Regions from separate parts of the Mustela erminea genome. Here region 1 is linked to region 2. A link is a contact called in public Hi-C data. All regions are on one chromosome and are shown on one strand. Each heading gives the region's core, a stretch centred on a gene start, on an enhancer-like site or on the middle of the called end of the contact. The rest is flanking DNA. Distances are from core to core; before and after follow the strand shown. Region 1 overlaps DLGAP4 (disks large-associated protein 4). Region 2 holds the start of RAB5IF.

Region 1 (6,165 bases), core at 1,071-3,570, 130 kb after region 2:
TGGCTTGGTGTAAGGGTTTCCGACAGCATCCACAGAGGCCCTGGCAGAGAGCCTGGCATAGAGCAGGTGTACAAGCAATTTGCTTAGACTATTATTTCCTCCCCCAAAGCAGCAACACCCAACATCTTTCCCTCTGGCCCCCAAGTCCCTGAATGGGCTCTCTGAGGGGCACAGCACCCTCTGCGACCCCAACTGTCTTTTCCTGGCTCCACCCCACACCTAATGCTCTTCTTTTACCTGGATGCTTGGGAGGCTTCCTCCCTGTCACCATTTTTATTCATCCCAATTCACCCAGCCTGATTTACCTTCTTGAAAAGAAAATTCTCCACTTGGGCTACCCCTGCTCTAAAACGGTCCATGACTCCCCAAAGCCTCTGCTTCTCCGCTGATGTTCAATGCTGCCTACAACTTCCTGGCCCCTCCCAGATTTTTCATCCAGAGTCCTGATGCATCAGCAAAATCAATCCACTCACTGTTTCCCTAAATACATGCTTACCTTCCAGCCTCCACACCCCTGCCTTTGCACAAACCATTCCCTAGAATGTCAGCCCCACCCTCTGTCTCTGCAAATCCAGCCCCCCTCAAGAGGGCTCTTGTTTCCTCTGGCACACACTCACTTCTTCCTTCTCAAACAATGCTTTTCCTCAGCAGACACTTAATTACAGACTGTCACACAGTCTCTCATAATTGTAGGCCTTGTCTCCCTTGTCAGACCATAAGTTCCCAGGAGCAGAGGCCCTGTCTGTTCTTTCCCATCCTCTCAGAGCCTGGCCCAGGGCTGGGAGGGAAAGCGCTTTCCAAGCCCATCTGGCTCCAGGCTGAGCCAATCCTAGCTCCAGACACTCAGGACCACTTCTCCTGCTCTTGCCCCATGAGAAAACTTCCCAGAACCAAACCTCAGTGTTCCCCCTCTCCACTGGCCAACCCAGGCCCATGATACAGAGAAATGGAGACCGAGGTGGGCAGACAGGGCTATGGTTCTTGCCCAGCCCTGGCATGGCCTCGGTTTGGGATCCTAGGCATGTCCCTGTCCTTCCCCTTACCTAGGCCTGTTTCCTCACTGTGAAACAAGAAACATTAATCTTTTAGCTGTAGAAAATACAGATATTATTTGTTTTTAAGGTAGCCTTCCTTCCCAGGAGTGGATGGGGGAGGAACCGGCTGATTCCAGTACAACCTGAGGGAGAGGAAGCAGCCACAGCCAGGACTGGGAAACCTGGGAATCTGAGAGGCACTCAGCCTGCACGCATCATCAACCTCATTAAATTCCTGTTGACGACTGGATTGCATTCCTGCCCAGGTGTTCAATTCCACAGCCCTCACCCTGGCCAGGTCCGACAGTGTCTGCTGCCAGGGTTGAGCAAGGGAAGGGCACCTTGCTTCTGGAAACAACCAACCCTGCCCAAAACAAAGATGAGGAGGAGCCAATTTCCTCATCTGTAAAATGGGGGAAAATACCGGTATCTGCGTCATGGGATTGCTACAGTAACACAGTCAGATCATGCTATAAACCACCCAGCACAGTCCCTGACACGTGGTAAATGGAAGCAGAGCACAAAGATTTCCATTTCTTGAGGGGCCTTTACTACATGAGTACTCGCCCTCCTGGCAACCTGGGAGGAAGGGATTTCCGTCCCAACAGGACAAAAGAAAACAGAGGTGCAGAAAGTTGATCAATCCTAGGTCACACAGTGGGGACGAGCCAAGCTGTGATATAAACCCAGGAAAACTCTCAGTTCAGCTTTTCCCAGGGTGCACCCCACAGGATCTCCGCATCAGACTCCTCCAGAGGGCTGGACTTATAAAGTTGATTCCTGCCCCTGGACCTGCCGAAGGAGACTCTCCGGGGATGGAGCCTGGGAACCTAAGCTTTATAAAGATAAGCAACCTGAGTTTTTTATACATATTAGGAAACTGAGGCACCAAGAGGGGAAGTGACCACTTTTCAGCAAGTGTGGACCTGGGGCAGAATTCACAGTCTGTTTGACTCAGAGAGAGCGAGAGCAGCAATCAGAGACTTCCGGAGGAGGTGGTGGCATTTGACAATGTGGGCCTGGAGGGGTAGAGAAAGTACCACAGGGGGAGGGTACAGCACAAATAAAGGCTGGGAGCTCGAAAGGCCAGGCAACAGCTGTTCAATGTTGCTCATGCTTCCCGCACCCTGGGGAGCCACCACTGCAGCCTCTCCCTAAGAGCCCAGGGAGAGCCATTCTAGAACCAATCTGAGTTTCAGAGAGGAAAGCCTGCCATGCTGCTGTCCTACAACCAGCAGGTCTCCGGCCCTCTGGGTGTGTCTGGCTGCTGCTCAGGATGAGAAAGCCAGGGAAGGTGGTGACTCAGTCCACGCCCGGCCTCAAGCTAGTCCCGTTGAAGTTTAGGATGAGCTCAGAGGCTGAGGAAATGTCAAGCAAACCCTCCCCTGCAGAATAGATGCCAGACCCAGAGAAGGAGGCCTGAGGGGCAGGCTACCAGACAGAAGCAATACATCTGGAGCAAAGCTGTGGGCTGTGGGAGAAGAAGCCAAGAGGTCTAGGCTCTAGCCCACCCCGACACTGGCATGCTATGGGACCCTGAACAGGTCCTTGGGCCTCTCTGGGCCCCCTACTCTCCATTCACCTGTGAAGCAGAGAGAACACCAGTGGTTTCTGATTTCCTCCCAGGACTGTTCTAAGGAACAATGGCCAGGAAAGCGCCTGACAGACTACACAATGGCTCACAGAGCAAGTGGGGGAGATTAGAGGATTACTCTTAGTGTTTACTAGAACAAGTCAGGTGCTTTCCTTGTTACCTGAACCTCCCCCAGGTGGTCACTGGAGGGGGGAAGGTGGGGAGAAGCTGGGTCTACCTTGTTCCCACAGAGAAAAAGGTGATCCAGATATCCCTGGGAGATGAATTTATTAAGTGCCTACTGTGTACTCAGCATTTTTAAAATATATAATCTCACTTAATCCTCAGCACAATCCTGTAGTGTAAATATGATTATCTTGAGTACAGATGAGGAAACTTGAAGCCCAAAGTAACTTGCCCAAGATCACACATGGAATGAATGATGGAGACCAGTTGACACCAGCTGTTTATGGCTCTCAGTCCCACATTAATTCTACTACCTGTAATAGTTTATCTTAGAGGTAGAACATGCCTGGTATAGAGGTCCAACTTCAGTACTGCCTCCCCCTGGAAGCTTTTCTGAACCCTCTGCCCACACAGGATTTCTCTCCCTCCTCTGAAACCCCACAGCACATGATCAGCGCACACCCTGCAGCATTCAAAACATTCTCCCTCTCGTTCTGCGATCAAGCACACCTTCAACAGGTAAGATGAGATGTAGGTACAAATAGGTGGCCTCCGAGTTACCTTAGAATCCTGAAATGTCAGAGCTGGAAGCACCTACGAGACCACGCTATCCGGCTCCTTCATTTTGCAGAAAGAATAATAGAGAGGGGGACACTTGTCTGAAGTCACACTGCGTCTTAGCATAGCCAGGAATAGAACCCTGGCATTCTGTCTCACAGAATTTCTTTAGGGATTCTATGATTTCAGAACCAGTTTTATAACAAAGATTCTTATTCCCATTTTACAGATAGGGAAGCTGAAGCCCAAGAGAAAGTAGCCTCCCTGAAAGTGGGTATGATGTGGGGCCCAGAATCCCAGCCCCCTACTTCCAGGCCAAGGACCAAGCCCTTCTTCCTCCCTATTGCACGTGGTCCGAGTAGTGTGTCCAGCACAGGACCCACAGTAAGAGGTCAATGGATGTTGGAAATTGTCATTATATACCAGCGGGGAAGTGACACCAGCCTGACTGTGACTTCCTTAGAGGCAGTGCCATGGAATAGGACCAGGAGTCCCCGGCCTCTCTGGGCCTCAACCATAAGGCAAGGGTGCTACAACAGCTGACCTCCTGCTTCAGCTCTAGGACATCCTAGGCTCCTTGACAGCAGACACCTCCCCCCACCCCCATCTGTGGAGCCTCTCTGAGCTGGGGTCTTTGTCCCCCACCCTACAGGGAAGCAGGAAAAGCAGGCAAGGTTCACAACCACAAACTGACCGACCTCATTCCCAAGTGCCTCTGGCCACGCAGGACCCACCCTCAAACAATGGGATGGAACATGGAAAATCCACCTTTCTCCCAGAGCAGACATCCAGCTATGCACACCTGCCTATCTTTACAAACTGACAAAGAGCAACCAGGAATCAGGTTATAAATAAGGGACCGCTTGCTCCCTGCCCCATTGGAAGGGCAGGTATATTCCTGAATAATCAGGTGGAAATGGAGCAAAGGGTAAAGAACTCTGGATGGGGAGTCCTGGCGCTGGATCCCTGTCCTAGCTCTGCCATGAACTAGCTGTGTAGCCCGGACAAGCTGCTTGCCCTCTGTGGGCTCAGTTCAAAGACACAGCAACACTTCACAGCACATGTCTACAGACGTTTCATTTGGTCTTCATGACAACCTGGTGAGACTAGCACAATTATTCCTTTTACAGATGGAGAAACTGAGGCTTGGAGAGGTCACAGGTCCCACACAGCTTGAAGCTGGCGGAATCAAGCCCCCCGGTTCTTAGATCATCCAATGGAATACTCAAGGGTGGTCAGACTAAGAACTCTCTCCCCTCATCCTGGCAGTCTCAGGAAGACCAAAGCAGCATGATAACCTTGTTCACCTGCCCAGGCTGGTGGCCTGCAAAGCTCCGGCCACAAACCCTACAGTCCAGCTGCCTAAAAGGCCGCACCCCCCTGCAAAATTTCATTACTCAAGTTGGCAAGAACGCAGCCCCCACCCCCAGCCGGGTCTAAATAAACACCCAAGTGATATCACATCCTGCCAGCTCCAAAATAGCCCAGGCCTGCCCACAAGCGATCACAAAGTGCCAGGCCATGCAGGACCAAGCGGGCGGGACGTCCAGCCCGTGGCACCCTTCACACACACTCAAGCAACTAAAGCAGAAGCCTCCGAGCAAGAAGGCGCCCCCACTCCCACCTCTGCCAGACGGCCTGGCCCCTCCCTCCCTGCCCCTTTGTTGGGAGGCTCCAGAGCCTCCTGCCCCAGCGCCAGCCCTAGCCCCAGCGCCAACCCCATGGAGCCTCGCCGCGGCCAGCCTGCGGGGGGACTCCAGCCCGACCCGGACACCCCACCACTCACATTGCTTCAAGAGCTCCAGACACAAAGCCATGAGGGCCAGAGTGGGGTCAGAGACCCAGAGACCGGCAGAGACAGAAAACGGGAAAGGGAGAGACAAGGGAGCAGAGAGCACGGGAGACAGGGGGCAGGGGCAGAGAAAGCAAGGGGGCCAAGAGCCCTGGGGAAAGAACAGGCTCAAAAGGGGGCCTTCAGCACAAGAGCCATGAGTGGTGAAGCCACTGAGACAGATGCAGGGGCAAAGGCAGTGAGAGCAAAGCGGGAGACCCCGACCCCCAGAACTGGGGGGCCACCGAGGCCTGAGAAAGAACAAGGAGCCACAGCCACAGAGACAACCCAAGGGATAGCAGGGAGGGGTGAAGTCTGGGAGCTGGGGAGCTTTTGGGGGTCCCAAGAGAGAGACCCCAAGGATCTCGGAGGTCCCAGCGTATATGAGGGACACCGAGAGGAAAAACCCCGAGGAAATGAGGGCTAAGAGAGGGGCAAGACCGCAGGGATTTGAGGACAGATGGAAGGGAGGACCCCCAAAGGATGTGAGGGAAGCTGAGAAAGGAGTCGTGGGGGAGTGAGGGCGGTGTTCTGAAGAAAAGGCCCCCCAAAACGGGAGGGCGGGTCCCGAAGAATGGGGGCGCCCAGAAAGGGAGGCTCCGAGGGATGAGAGGACCGCTTTGAGGGGGACCCGAGACCGGGGAGCGAGGGAGGGGCTGTGAGGCACCGCGAGGGCAGAGACAAAGAGACAGGGAGCCGGGGAGAGACAAAGCGGACGGAGCGGGGAGACCAGCCCGAAGGCTGGCAGCCGGACAGAAGGACGGAAGCGCGAGCAGGCGGGTGGACGAACGGACGGACAGACGGGGAGGAGGGCGGGGGCAGGGCCGGGCGGGGGCGGCGCCCGTCTCCTCGCGGGGCCGCGGCTGCTCCGGGCGGCGCTGGGCGGGCCCCGGGCGTCCGGGCTGAGGAGGCGGCGGCGACGGCGTGGACCGGACAGACGGACGGAGTGACGGACGAGGCCGGCGGCAGCTGCGGCCAGCGGC
Region 2 (6,355 bases), core at 564-3,063:
TGGTACGTAGTTTCCTGATCTCCACTTCTTCTTATACTAAAACATGGTTTAAAAGGGAAAAAAAAAAAGGATATATTTCTCTTAAGTGATGACTTTTCGGCCTGTGTGCTAAGTAAAAATTCTAGGAAAATTATTTACTTTTTTTAGAAGCTTCAAAAATGAAATGGCTTGTGATGAAACGGCTGTTTCATCAGTAACTGTGCTACTGGCCACAGAACACTGACCCTCAGAAGAGAGACCTAGGCATACTATCCATAGGCAGAAGGGCTGACTTTTAACCTTCTCAGCACCATCTTCCTGCACAATGAATTTTAAGCAACAAAGAAGAAAGGAATTAGAAACAAAAAGTGCTGAAGGCAGGTGCCAGCGTATCTGATTTTCATACAAGGACGCTGAAGACTCAGGTTTCCGACCTGCCCCAGATTGCAGAAACCAGTCCTTGTACAAGAAGGAAGAAAAAAATGACACAGCAGATCATAAAGGTTTTGCAAGAGCTGGGCAGGGCTGGGGGCAGGACAAGGGGACCTTCAGGAAGTACCTCCCATTCCCCCCAACCCAAGAGCTCCAGGAAGGAGAACCCACTTCAACAGTCCAGAAAAACAAGGGAAAAACTGCAAATATAACATTCTTTTCAGGCCAACTGGAATCAAGCTGTGTTGGTCCCTTCCAGATCATGGGGCAGAGCTGGGGAGTGCCTACACTCAGATCTTCTGAAAGCGTGTGACCAGTGTAAAAATCTTGAAGCCCCAACAGTCTCTCAACACACATTTGGTGGTTTCCCCCTCTCCCTCCCTCTCTCACACACCTCCAAGAGGTGGTTTCAATCTCCCTTCTCGCAGTTATTAAGGCATTTGGTATTTAGAAATTAGAGCAATTGCTCTAATTAAAAGCAATGGCAGCTCACCTTCAGTAAGCCTCATCACGTGCTAAAGGCTTTCCTGCACCACGGTACCCCACTTCAGAGCTGTTCTGAGAACTGAGGGAAACAATGCGTGGAGAGAGCACCTGGCACAAAGTCTTTGGTAGAAAACTGTTACCGTTACTGTTCATACTAACGACCGTATTAAGTAATTAATTCGGAGAAGACAAGTCACTTACTGAAGATCCTACTGGGAGCAAAAGGCGGAGGTCGAATTCAGCTCACTCTCGCCGTTCAGGCACACGCCCTGCCCGCGGGTGGCAACTGCTGTGCCCCCTCCTCGCTGCTTCCCGCGTGACCCAGTCGGTTTCACTCCGCGGTGAGCCCCGAGCCCGGCTGTCAGGCCCGGGCCCGCCAAGTTCGCCCCGACACCTCAGTGCCACCACCACGCCGCCCACTCCCCGCCCCGACCCAACACACGCCAAACACTCCGCCGCGCCTGGACCCGGCAGGGGCAGGCTCGGGCCTGTCCATTCGTCCCCGAGTCCCAACCGGCTCCTCGAACCTGCGCCCTCGCCAGGTCCCACCGCACCTTGTCCTCCCAGGCCGCGTCGCTCCGCAGCACCTTGCTCCAGACAGAGACTTTGAGGGCCCCGTTGGCCAGCTGCGGCTGAGGCGGCTCCTCCTTTCGCCGCCCGCCGCTCATCCTCCCGTCGCGCCGCCCGGGCCGGGCGAGGGGCGCGCGGGTCAGGCCAAAAGGAGTCGGACTCTGGGGTCGCGAATCACGGCGCGCAAGGCGGCGGCGACAGCGATAGCGACAGAATCACTAGTCAGGCTCCGTGGCGCGCTGCGGCTGCCTTCACTCGGCCAATACGCCGGCTCCGCTCCCTGGCTCCGCCGAGACCTGGCGCTGCGGAGGGAGGGGCAACGCAGCGCCGCACGTCCTCCCGCCGACGAACACACGCAGCCAATCGACAGCCGTGCAGCCGTCCGAAGGAAAGTACAGCCGTCACCTCTGCGCAAGCGCTCTACGCGTGACGGAAGTGACGCCAAGCTTCCGCCAGGCGCACGGTATGGTGAGAGGGAAGGGACAATCTAATAGGGGATGGTGACGCGAGCGCGGGGAGGAGCTGTGGCGACTGGAGAACGGCATCTGGATAGAGTCCAAGTTAGACTTGAGCGTCGCCCAGCCCTCCACGGTTTGTCCCCTGCAGCAGCGGGGCAGAACGCTGCCCTGTTTTTCCGCGTCTTTTGGAACCCAACACTGGCTCCCCGGAAGTCCCAAGCATCTCCTTCAGGATTTAGTCCTTGCTCGTTTTCTCCCCTAATTTCGTAGGACCCTCTTCCAGATGTAAACTGTTTCCTGTATTAATTTCGTGTCTCATCTTGGCCCAGCACCCTTTTTTGGCAAATGTGAGACCCGAGACCCAAAAAGCGGAAAAGATTTTCTAAGGCTACATGGCAAGTTGGAACCAGCTGAGAACTCCGGAGGCAGGGGGCGGGGTCGGGGGAATGGAGAAAGGACTTCATTAGCTCTCAGAATATCTGAGTATACAGCTACTGTGTCCTCAGCATGTGCTAGGACAGTGGTTCACAACGTGTGTGTCTGGACCACCGGCAGCCACATCACGTAGGAACTTGACTAGACGTGAAGATTCTCAGATCCCATCCCAGAACCACCAAATCAGAAATTGTTGGGAGTGCGGCCCATAATCAGCATTTTGGTAAGCCCTCCAGGTGGTGCCCTGTGCATTGTACTGTGAATTAAGTTGAGACCAAGGTACTTCTGTGTGGTGGACAAACTAATTTGTCTGGAATCACTCAACAAGTATCTGGGTCTGTCTGACTCCAAAATCTGTACTCCTAACCTTAAACTTTAAGTCGTCATCTTTTTAAAAAATATTTTATCTATTTATTTGAAAGAGAGAGTGAGCGAAAGAGAGAGCATGAGCAGGGGGAGTGGGAGAAGCAGACTCTACTGCTGAACAGGGAGCCTGACGTGGGGCTTGATTCCAGGACCCCAGGATCATGACTTGAGCCAAAAGCAGTCACCCAACCAACTGAGCCACTCAGATGACCCTAAGCTTTTAGTCTTAAAGGGTATTAGTGAGGTCAGAATATCCTTTGTATACCTGTCAACATTGACCTGTAGTTCTCCCCCTAGCTGAGCAACAGAATCTCCTAGGGAGCTTCTTCCACGGTTGGTGTTTCCAACCGCAACTCAATTCCAACATCCTCTTGCAATAGATTGAGTGAAGCAGGACCTTAAAGGTGATATACACAGCAACAGACATTACTCTGTCTGGACCTGATTGGAGGGACATACACCTGACATGAATCCATACCTTGTAGTCCCTCAGCCTTCACATGGATCTTGTTCTTGGCAGCCCTGCCTTTTTTCTGAACCTTGTTCTCTCCCATATACAAAACTGTGGTAAAGCCTAACCAGCTCACTCCAGTTTGGAAGTGTACCATTGGTATAAAACCTCTTTTACAGATTATCTGGGGGGGCATGCAGTGACGGAGACAAACTGATCATTCATTCTTTCATAGAATGTTGGAAGAATACCTAGCCCGAGATCCAAGACAGAATAGGTAAGTTTTCAGTCGGCTGGGCCTGGTAGTAAAAGTTTGTAATGGGGAGTTTGGTGTGGAGGATTAGGAAAGACAGAGCTCTAAAGGAAAAGTAGGAGTTAAGGGGATGCGGGAGGGGAATAGAAGAGAGCATTCCAGAAGGTGAAACCATGTCAGCTACTGGTGGGGAATAAAGACCTTAGTTGGGAAGGAGTGGAAGGGGCATGCTGAAGAATTTTTATCTTTTCCAGTTTCATTGAAAAATAATTGATGGGGTGCCTGGGTGGCTCAGTGGGTTAAAGCCTCTGCCTTCAGCTCAGGTCATGATCTCATCAGGCTCTCTGCTCAGTGGGGAGCCTGCTTCCCCCACTCTCTCTGCCTGCCTCTCTGCCCACTTGTGATCTCTCTCTGTCAAACAAATAAATAAAAAAAAAAAAGAAAAAGAATTGACATATATCACCGTATATAAGTTTCAGGCCTACCTCTTGATGGTTTGATTTACATATATTGTGAAATGATATGGTTCAGCTAATTGGGGGTTCAACTAATTCCGTCTTTTCATATAGATACAAGGAAAAGAGAAGAAGAAAAAAAGATGTTGTGATGAGAAGTCTTAGGATTTATTCTTTTAACAATTTTCCAGTGTATCAGTACAGCATTGTTAGCTGTCGTCCTCATGTTGTACCTTACATCCTTACTATTTATTTATCTCACCTGGAAGTTTGTATCTTTTAACCACCTTCCTCTATTTCCTCCTCCCTCCACCACCCACCTCTGGTAACCACAAGTCTGATCTCTTTTTCTGAGTCTGTTTTTTAAGATTCCACATGTGAGATTGTAAAGTATTTGTCTTTTTCCATCTGACTTATTTTTACTCAGCGTAAACCTCCAAGGTCTATACATACACAAATGGTAGGATTCCTAATTTTTTGTGACTGAATAATATTCCATGGTGTGTATACCCCAACTTCTTTATTCATTCGTTGATGGACACTTAGGTTGTTTCCATGCTTTGGTCATTGTAAATAATGCTGCTATGAACATGCAGATATCTTTTCGAGTTAGTGTTTTTATTTCCTTATTTCTTAGTGTTATATATTCCCAGAAGTGGAATTGCTGGATCATAGAGTGTTTCTATTTTTAATTTTTTGAGGGTCTTCCATTTTGTTTTCCATAGTGGCAGCACCAATTTACATTCCCGCCAGTAGTGCACAAGGGTTCACTTTCTCCAGAACCATAGATGTGAAGCTGGACCTCCCCCCCACCTTGTCTTTTTGGTCATGGCCATGAAGAATTTATTTTTGTCCCAACAGTGGAGGAAGCCACAGAAAGGATTTGAACAGCGACATTTCACTTTTCAGGTTTGCCTCTTAGCAAGATCACCTTGGCTGCTATTCGGAGGATAGGATCAGAGTGGGAGACTAGTTTAAAGACTGTTAAAGTCACTCAGGAGATACTGGCGGGGGCACTGACGATGGAGACAATTGGAATAAAAAAGAAAATTCTTTATTATTTATTTATTTATTTACTTATTTTAAAAAGGTTTTATTTATTTGAAAGAAAGTGAGCGAGAGGGGCGCCTGGGTGGCTCAGTGGGTTAAGCCGCTGCCTTCGGCTCAGGTCATGATCTCAGGGTCCTGGGATGGAGTCCCACATCGGGCTCTCTGCTCAGCAGGGGGCCTGCTTCCCTTCCTCTCTATCTGCCTGCCTCTGTCTACTTGTGTTCTCTGTCTGTCAAATAAATAAAATCTTAAAAAAAAAAAAAAACAAAGAAAGTGAGCGAGAGAGAGAGAGAGCACATGAGTAGGAGAGAGGGAGAAGCAGACCCCCTGCTGAGCCGGGAGCACAATGTGGGGCTTGATCCCAGGGTTCTGGGATCATGACCTGAGCTGAAGGCAGATGCTTAACCAACTGAGCCATCCAGGTGCCCCTAAATTTTTTTTTTCCCCTAAATTCTTTTTTAAACTTAAATCTTTTTTTACTTGCTGTAGAGTATACATAACAAATTTTACCATTTTTTTTAAAGATTTTATTTATTTATTTGATAGACAGAGATGACAAGTAGGCAGAGAGACAGGAGGAAGCAGGCTCTCCAAGGAGCAGAGAGCCCGATGCAGGGCTCGATCCCAGGACCCTGGGATCATGACCTGAGCCGAAGGCAGAGGCTTTAACCCACTGAGCCACCCAGGCGCCCCAATTTTACCATTTTTAAATGTACAGTTTGGTGGTACAGGGAAGTACATGTACTCTGTTGTGTAGATGCTCCCACCATCCTTTTTTTTTTTTTTTTTTTTTTAAGATTTTATTTATTTGACGGACAGAGATCACAAGGCAGAAAGGCAGGCAGGGGAAGGGGAGGAAGCAGACTCCCTGCTGAGCAGGGAGCCTGATGCTGGGACAGGACCCTGGGATCATGACCTGAGCCGAAGGCAGAGGCTTTAACCCACTGAGCCATCCATTTTCAGAACTCTTTCATCTTGCAAAATTGAGTTTTGTGCTCTCAAACTAGTAATTTCCCAATCTCTCTTTGTCCCTGCCCCCAACAACTGCCATTCTACTTTCTGTCCCAAATTTGCCTAAGTACCTCATTAAGAGTGGAATCACACTGTGTTAGTCCTTTCCAATTTACTTATTTCAGTTAGCATACTGTCTGCAGGATTCATCCCTGGTATAGCCAGTGTCAGAATTTCCTTCCTTTTTGAGGCTGAATAATAATTTCGCTAAATGTTCGTTAGGTGTTCATTGTATGTATTGTTAGCCTTAAAAATAAAACTCACTGGGGCACCTGGGTGGCTCAGTGGGTTAAGCCTCTGCCTTTGGCTTAGGTCATGATCTCAGGGTTCTGGAACATCAAAAAAAAGGAGGGAGGGCACCTGGGTGGCTCAGTGGATTGAGCCTCTGCCTTCAGCTCAGTTCAGGTCA

The links. Hi-C and Micro-C count contacts between places; a contact is called where the count stands out from the background.
Region 1: a contact with region 2 is called in a Hi-C map of spleen, with 6 times the contacts expected there. The contact joins the enhancer-like site here to the promoter of RAB5IF in region 2. A contact is called at or near these places in 3 of 3 Hi-C or Micro-C datasets (fibroblasts, skeletal muscle and spleen).

What each region holds. Positions count from the first base shown.
Region 1 is chr7:22,227,586-22,233,750 of mMusErm1.Pri, forward strand. All of the region lies in intron 5 of DLGAP4 (disks large-associated protein 4), which reads right to left. Among named protein-coding and RNA genes, the nearest start is that of MYL9, 72 kb to the left of the region's middle. Within about 2 kb of position 2,321, the one cell type or tissue checked has open chromatin away from gene starts, as enhancers often do. A contact at or near this core is called in fibroblasts, where this site is marked.
Region 2 is chr7:22,100,350-22,106,704 of mMusErm1.Pri, forward strand. RAB5IF reads right to left here and starts at 1,814. Exons shown (of 4, transcript XM_032350778.1): 1 at 1,452-1,814. The coding sequence starts at 1,565. LOC116595004 (a long non-coding RNA gene) reads left to right here and starts at 1,894. Exons shown (of 4, transcript XR_004287508.1): 1 at 1,894-2,583; 2 at 3,357-3,454.